Linked DNA regions of Danio rerio: region 2 is linked to region 1. A link is a contact called in public Hi-C data. All regions are on one chromosome and are shown on one strand. The core of a region is the stretch at or near the end of the contact, and the rest is flanking DNA. Distances in the headings are between cores, read along the strand shown.

What was found. A called contact is a pair of places that touch in the nucleus more often than the background predicts.
Region 2: a Hi-C map of an unstated tissue shows a contact between it and region 1, with 2.5 times the contacts expected there. The contact joins the promoter of cyp26b1 here to the enhancer-like site in region 1. A contact is called at or near these places in 3 of 18 Hi-C or Micro-C datasets (caudal fin, embryo and an unstated tissue).

What each region holds. Positions count from the first base shown.
Region 1 is chr7:25,225,006-25,228,554 of GRCz12tu, forward strand. The region is part of intron 18 of exoc6b (exocyst complex component 6B); the gene reads left to right. Among named protein-coding and RNA genes, the nearest start is that of cyp26b1, 86 kb to the right of the region's middle. Within about 2 kb of position 1,611, at least 6 of the 62 cell types and tissues checked have an H3K27ac peak or open chromatin away from gene starts, as enhancers often do.
Region 2 is chr7:25,311,052-25,314,600 of GRCz12tu, forward strand. cyp26b1 (cytochrome P450, family 26, subfamily b, polypeptide 1) reads left to right here and starts at 1,671. Exons shown (of 6, transcript NM_212666.1): 1 at 1,671-2,081. The coding sequence starts at 1,878.

The DNA.
Region 1 (3,549 bases), core at 361-2,860:
AACAGTGACAGGCTTTTACATTGTAAAAAAGAAAAGTCTATTTGCCCAAGAAACGTAAAAACATCTTATACATTGCACTACCTGACAAAAGTCTTGTTTTCGATCCCAGTTGTTCGAGCAACAAATAATAACTTGACTTGTAGTTGATCATTTGGAAAAGTGCCAGAAGGTAGATTTTTCTGATGAATCATCTGATGAACTGCATCCCAATCATTAAAAATACTGCAGAAGACCAATTGGAACCCACATGAACCGAAGATTCTCACCGAAATCAGTCAAGTTAGGTGAAGAAAATGGTTTCTTCATTTTTGATTTCCAAAAATGGTTTGGGGTTACTTCAGCCTCCACATCAAAGTTCCTGAAAGCTAAGAAGGTCAAGGTGCTTCAGGATTGACCAGCCCAGTCACCAGTTTTGAACATTGTTGAACATGTCTAGGGTAAGATGCACAATACACAATTTTTTTTTCCACTGCACCATGACTTTATATTCTATACTGTACATTATTTCTGTTAAGTGACAAGACTTTTTGTCTAAGCAAAGTCATACCTTACTGTCCTAATTAAATACTTAAAAATCAAGGCATGATCATATTTTATTTTGGTAAAATAAGCGTAATCTAGAGGTTTTTGTCTTTCATATAAGACACTTTTGATACAAAATAATCAACTAGAAATCAAGTTATTATTTGTTGTTCCTAAAACTTGAATAGGTGACAAGAATTTTGTCAGGTAGTGTACAGTATGTCAGATTACTAAAAGTTTTTTTTCCAGCTAGATTATGTAACCCTAAAAACTGAAATAATAAAGAAAATTCAGTTTTGTTATCAAAGGATTAAATACCATTTTTAAATATGTTAACCTAATCTAGTTAGATTTTTAGAGTCTTCTTTCAGAAATCCCACTGATCTCACTGATCCCAAACTTTAAACAGTATCTTAAGACTACAATATAGAAGTTTTTTTTTTTTTTTTGTGGGCAGCCTACAGACACTCACTGCGTTTCTGTTTTGCCTATTTGTAAGTTTTATACATAAATAATAGTCTTACGTTCTGTTATCCTGAGCCCTGTAATCTATTTCTTGTACCAAGCGTACTTTGATTGAGCCTGTAGTCTCCCCTCAGTGACTCCATCGCTTTAAGGCAGATTGCACTCACTGTACACTTGAACTTTGAGGGAAGGCCAAGTATTGTCGTTGCTGGTAAGAGGATTGCAGTGTTCTGGGTTCATGAGCCCCAGTGTAGCTCAGCTGACATAGAGTTAAAGAGATCGTGTGGCGCGACCTGAGGTTTCAGCTTCAGTTAAGGAAGTCTAGCGCTGGCACAGCCCGGTCTTGACCCCTGTCATGAGGGATTTCTGATAATCAAAGCTTTTAAGAGTTTTCCCCTCCTACGGGCCTCAAGCAAACACCTTCCTGTGTCTGCATGACTGGCTAGGATTGTCTCTGATCCAGGGCTGGTGGCAGTAATGCTGCTTCCTGCGCTCCTGTAATCTCCTAAATTCCTGACTGGTCTTTTTCTAAGCTTTCAGTAACAGAGAAGTATGACTGTCTTCAGCCCGCTGCAAAACAACCCTCACATTGTTGGCTAGATTTCACCAACAGGGGGCAATGTTTGTTCGACCCCAGGTCGGGTTACGGTCAGGCTGAATGTCTCACTTTCTCCATCAGCGCACACACACTCACACACACATCAACAAACCACACACGTACAGTCAAATGGTTTTCTACTCTTCCAGATATGCCTCTTATATTATTGTGTTTGCACATTCCAGCTCTGCATGTGAACGTATTGCATTCTGCTTTACGCAGCCCAGTACTCACAGCCTCGCCATGTCCTCCTCATGGTTTTCAGGAAAGGTCAAGAACTGACCATTTGTGCGTGTGCCATCAACTTCACAGCCAAAAAACTCTGATAACGTGTCCAAAGCCACAGTCCCATCAGTCACGCTTGCTCCCTCAGCCTCTCCCACCTGACCACAAACCATCTTTGACACTCAGAGGGACTTTCAGCGTTGATCGTAAACACTTCGGCCAAGTTGATATGGGAGAGTGCGGTTCACCGACTTCACATTTGAACCCGTTGGTAGTCATAAACTCGACCTTTGACCTACATCTTGTCTCTTGTCTATCTTCTATAGGGCAATGCTATAGAGCACGCCACACTACCGGTGAGTATGGTTGCAGTGTGGCCTAACTTCAGGCATAACATTAGCCATTTCTCGTGAAAGTAATTCAGCATGCTGCCTGGTGTTCATCTGACCCACTCATAGATGTTGTGTGTATTTTTATTGCCTGTTATGGGACACAAATGAGGCGTCTGAACTGTACATAGTTGCTGCTTTGTCTCAGAGGTTCATGAAATATAGATTTTCACCTTAGAATTCAGCTGAATAGTTTAGTTTCATTACTAAAAGTAAACATATAGTTTAGTTAATTAGTAATAGTCAATTTTTGTGCGTCCTACCAGTGTTTCTCAACCACGTTCCTAGAGGACCAACGGCTCTGCATCTTTTCCATGTCACCTTAATCAAACACACCTGATTCAGATCATCAGCTCATTAGCAGAGACTGAAAGACCTGTAATAGGTGTGACAGACAAAGGAGACATCCAAAACATGCAGGGCCCTATCATACACCTTGCGCAATAAGGCGCAAGACGTCTTTGGTGCGATTTGGTACTATTTTCAGACCAACGCAACCCTAATTTTCCCGTTTTGTGCCACGTTGTTTAAATAGCAAATTCATTTGCACCACTTTGTGGACTCATGAGTGTTCCGGTCTAGATAGGAGGTGTGTTAAGGCGCATTGTTGGCATGTTGTTATTTTGAGGAACTAAAATAGACTGTGCAATAGACCAGCTGAAAGCAGTTCTAAAGTCAAGTGCAGATTGCTTGTGCCCCTTACAAATACATTGCCTAAAACTCGCAGGATGTACAGCAATACGCAAAAACTGTATCTTTACAAATAAAAAAGAATTAAAGGATTGCAAAAATGATTATTTTCTACATAAATATAAAAGCCACTGCCTCCATGCCTTCGTCAGTAGTATTATTTATTATATGCATATTTATGTTTGTTTGAATAAAACATGTTTAGATTTGTCCAACTGTCGGGTTATGGAGATGTATGTCACTATATAAGGCATAAGATCAGGATGTGTGTTTGGATAAAACTTTTTGACCACACTTCGTTATTATTGTTTATTTATTCGTTTGCTGGAAATTAGAACTGAATCTAGAAATGGTTTTGACACAAATCTTTGCGTATAACAAACAAAATTAAATATGTTGTAGCGACATTTTTACTTTAAGCCACTATCACAGTAAGGGTAAACAAGAACGCGTGAGTCCACTGTAAATCCTTTTCTCATCTTTATTTTAACACATCTTGTGCCATCAAATCAGTGAAATAGTTCCATTGCTCCTCAGTAGCACCCGTCACCGCACACAAACTCACAGTCTGAAAATTGTTTCCACCATGTGCTTTAGACTTTACGCCTCCAGGAACGTGGTTGAGAAATAAAAGTGAACAAAAATGTGGTCAAAAGTGAT
Region 2 (3,549 bases), core at 421-2,920, 86 kb after region 1:
CGTCCCATCCTGCGCATCAGCTGTGCGCCGAGAAGAGGGTGAGCGAAACAGCTGGGGTTCTGCTCTGTAATGGTTGTCTCTCATATGTTCAAAATCAGTACAGAGCTGCCCTTGAGTGATTATGATCAGATAGTGACCGTAATTGAAACCACGTCCCATCTGTGATAGATGACACCAGCACGAATCGGTCAAGCCCTGGTTGTGAGATAGATAGATAGATAGATAGATAGATAGATAGATAGATAGATAGATAGATAGATAGATAGATAGATAGATAGATAGATAGATAGATAGATAGATAGATAGATAGATAGATAGATAGATAGATAGATAGATAGATAGATAGATCAAATGTTTTAGCCTACTTTTTATGAATATTTTTATCGGCACAAAAGGTAAAGCATTCATAGAAACGCGCTTCACAGATCGAAATATTTGGCCATATCAATAATTTTGGCAAGGACTATCTGATATAATTAAGAAAACACTGCCAGTTTATGAGGGATTTATTTACATTATTTTATAGAAATCGACTTATAACATCAACCCCCGAAAGTTGTAAATATAAACGCAAAACAAATATGAAACGCGTAAGTCAATGAATGAATCGCTTACTCATGCAGTGTTCAGAGGACTGCTGCTGCTGCTGCTGCTGCTGCTGCTGTGTGCAACAGATGCGCATCTGAACAATCAAAACATTTTGAAAAAGTCATGAACATATCGATTTAGCATAAGAGTCCGTAGCTTATATGATCCGGTAAAATGTAGAGTATTATTTCACATTTTTGTTGTGATGGTTTTAAACCATCATTTGGGTAATCAGTGTACCTCAGTTTGAGCGCATTTTAAGTCCACAACATGAATTAACCCTGTGCGTATTCCGCGAGTGGCAGGTGACAAGTTCCCGACCGTAAATGAGATTTGAAATATTGAAAGTGTTCCGCCCTCTCCCTCTCTTTCTGTTTGGGCTCTCTTCCAGGTCCCGCACGCTCCAGCGCCCGTCCCGTTCACTTTTCACCCCGCCTCAGTTCGGTGGGGTGGGGTAAGGGGGGAGCCGCTTGCACCCTGGCCGAATGCCGCCTCACTGCCTCTGCTATATAAACACACATTGGAGGCTCGCTGTGCGACTCGAACTCACATTAAGAAACTGTATGTGAAGAGAGAGAGAGAAATAGAGAGAGAGAGAGAGAAAGAGAGAGAGAGAGAGCTGGAGCGCAAGAGAGAGGTAGAGAGTGAAACCGCATCAGAAAACGGGCTAGCGAGACGCACTACAGTCATCTGAAGATTTTTACTGCTCATAGGCATCAAACTTCGGAGGATTATTTCTTTCATTTATTTCTTCGTCTTCCATATGACCATTACTTGATTTCAGTGTATTTAAAGAGTTTATATCGAGCTTTAAGATTATATATAGGCCTATTTAAAAATTATAACTAAAACAATTTATTTTATATTTTCAAAAAGTAACTTAAAACTTTTTCTTGATTACTTATATTTGCCTTTTTTACTTTTGAAATTTAAAACAACGAATCAATCTCAAGTTGGACAAGTTCACTCCAAATTTACACTTCAAAAATTTGAATTTAATTGATGAATTCAAGAAATATTGGTCACCGATTTGGATGATTTAAAATGATATACACACATTTAAGATCGATTTGTTATATCCAGCATTCTGTTAATTAAATAGCCGACTATATTTTATTTATTCATTTACTCTACATAAACTTTTAGGGTTGGATTTGTGCTTTTTCGAATAATTGTCGCAGAGAGTCATATCTAACAGAGTAGGTCACTCTCCTAATTTTAGGTTTAACCACTTTATTGCTCATCACTCCAAAGAGATATTTGAGACAAGTCCCCGGACGTTCACAGCCATGCTCTTCGAGAGTTTTGACCTTGTCTCGGCGTTGGCGACGCTGGCTGCGTGTTTAGTGTCCATGGCACTTCTTCTGGCCGTGTCCCAGCAGCTCTGGCAGCTGAGGTGGACCGCAACACGGGACAAGAGCTGCAAGCTGCCCATGCCCAAGGGCTCCATGGGGTTCCCCATCATCGGAGAAACATGCCACTGGTTCTTTCAGGTAAGCGCTCATTCTCCTTGTGCCTTTCCAAGTTTCCAGTCTCCCTGCTGTCGCACGCACAGCGCTCCGGCGCGCCAGACACCGCGGGCTCGGCGCATATAGTTTTTCCTGCAGGTAACTGGGTTGTTAAAGACACTTCAAGAGTAGGATAACGTCCACTAATGCTTTTCGCACGTGTGCACTCGTGAGCAATATTGCGCTTTAAAATAAGAACAGCTTGCAGGTTAGTTATTCCCACGTGTGTAATTTCTTCCGTGCCATATTTCCATGGTGTTAATAAGCTGTCTGTTTTAGATAGCCGTCAGTTTTGTTTAATACAGCCAGTTCTCAATCCACGTGGAACAATCTGTTTGCGGCTGCCAAGGAAGGCGCACTCCGTTCCAGAAATATTGTAGTCCTTGGCTTCCGATGCGCGCGAGAACACAGCCACTGAGCACCGCTTGTCTAAGCGCGTCTGTTTGCGCGCGGGGTAAGATTGATCGCGAGCCGGGGGCAGGTATAGTGTCGCGCTCTTATTGAGCTTCAGTGTAATTATGCGCGCCGGTTTCCCAAAAAAGCCACCGTGTTGTGAATGATGCCGTGCCGTTCTGTCATGATACCCAGACAGCGCGTGGGGCGCATAAAGTGCACGCTGGAGGTCTCTCTCTCTCTCTCTCACTGTCCGCAGTAAGAAAGTTTGTGAACGCTCAGATGAATAAAAAAAAGTTATAAATTAAGATCAGACCAGCGGCTATAATGTGGTATTTTGAAAAGAGTTTATTACGCGAACCTTAGCTGTAAAATTGTCTCAAGAATTCTTTCCATATTAAATCCACGGTGCACATTGGGATGTCTCTGGACACTGGTTTGCAGTAGCTGGAGTGGGTTTCTTTAAAGGGAGATTTGCGGAGATTCAGTAGGGAGGAATGTCCTGGTCTGAGTGGTGTACAGATCAAATTCTCTGGTCAGGAATAGATTCTCCAAACTTGCTGGAAATCCAGAAGAGAATTTCCATGCAGCTGGCAGGCGCTCTGCAAAAACAAACAGACTTGACTGCATCTCAGAGTTATATGTGTAAAATCAATAGGATTTGGAGCGGTCCATTTGAGCCAAACTTTTGTCATTTTTTATTTCCACAGCTCAGTTCAGGACTGCACGGCGACTGAAAGTTACAGTGCAGCCTGAAATGTTATCTCTTATTTGTGCTTCTGAAAACATTCAGTGCTAATTAACATCTGCATACGGAGGTTTAAGACGGGTCCTTTAACTTTGCCATTTAGCTCATTTTGTGGTACTTGTTCTTCTGTCTTCTTAAAACTCAGCGGCAGATAAAACCATAAGTGGGTCAAATCTATGATTGACAGATTTATGTATTCAGAGGAGTCTACATTTAAGTGCGTTCTCTTGCTGTGTGTCTGGCGTGATGAGTTGTGATATGATTCTGTATTTTGTCTGTGCATGGTTTTTGGGAGACCACATAATATCAGAT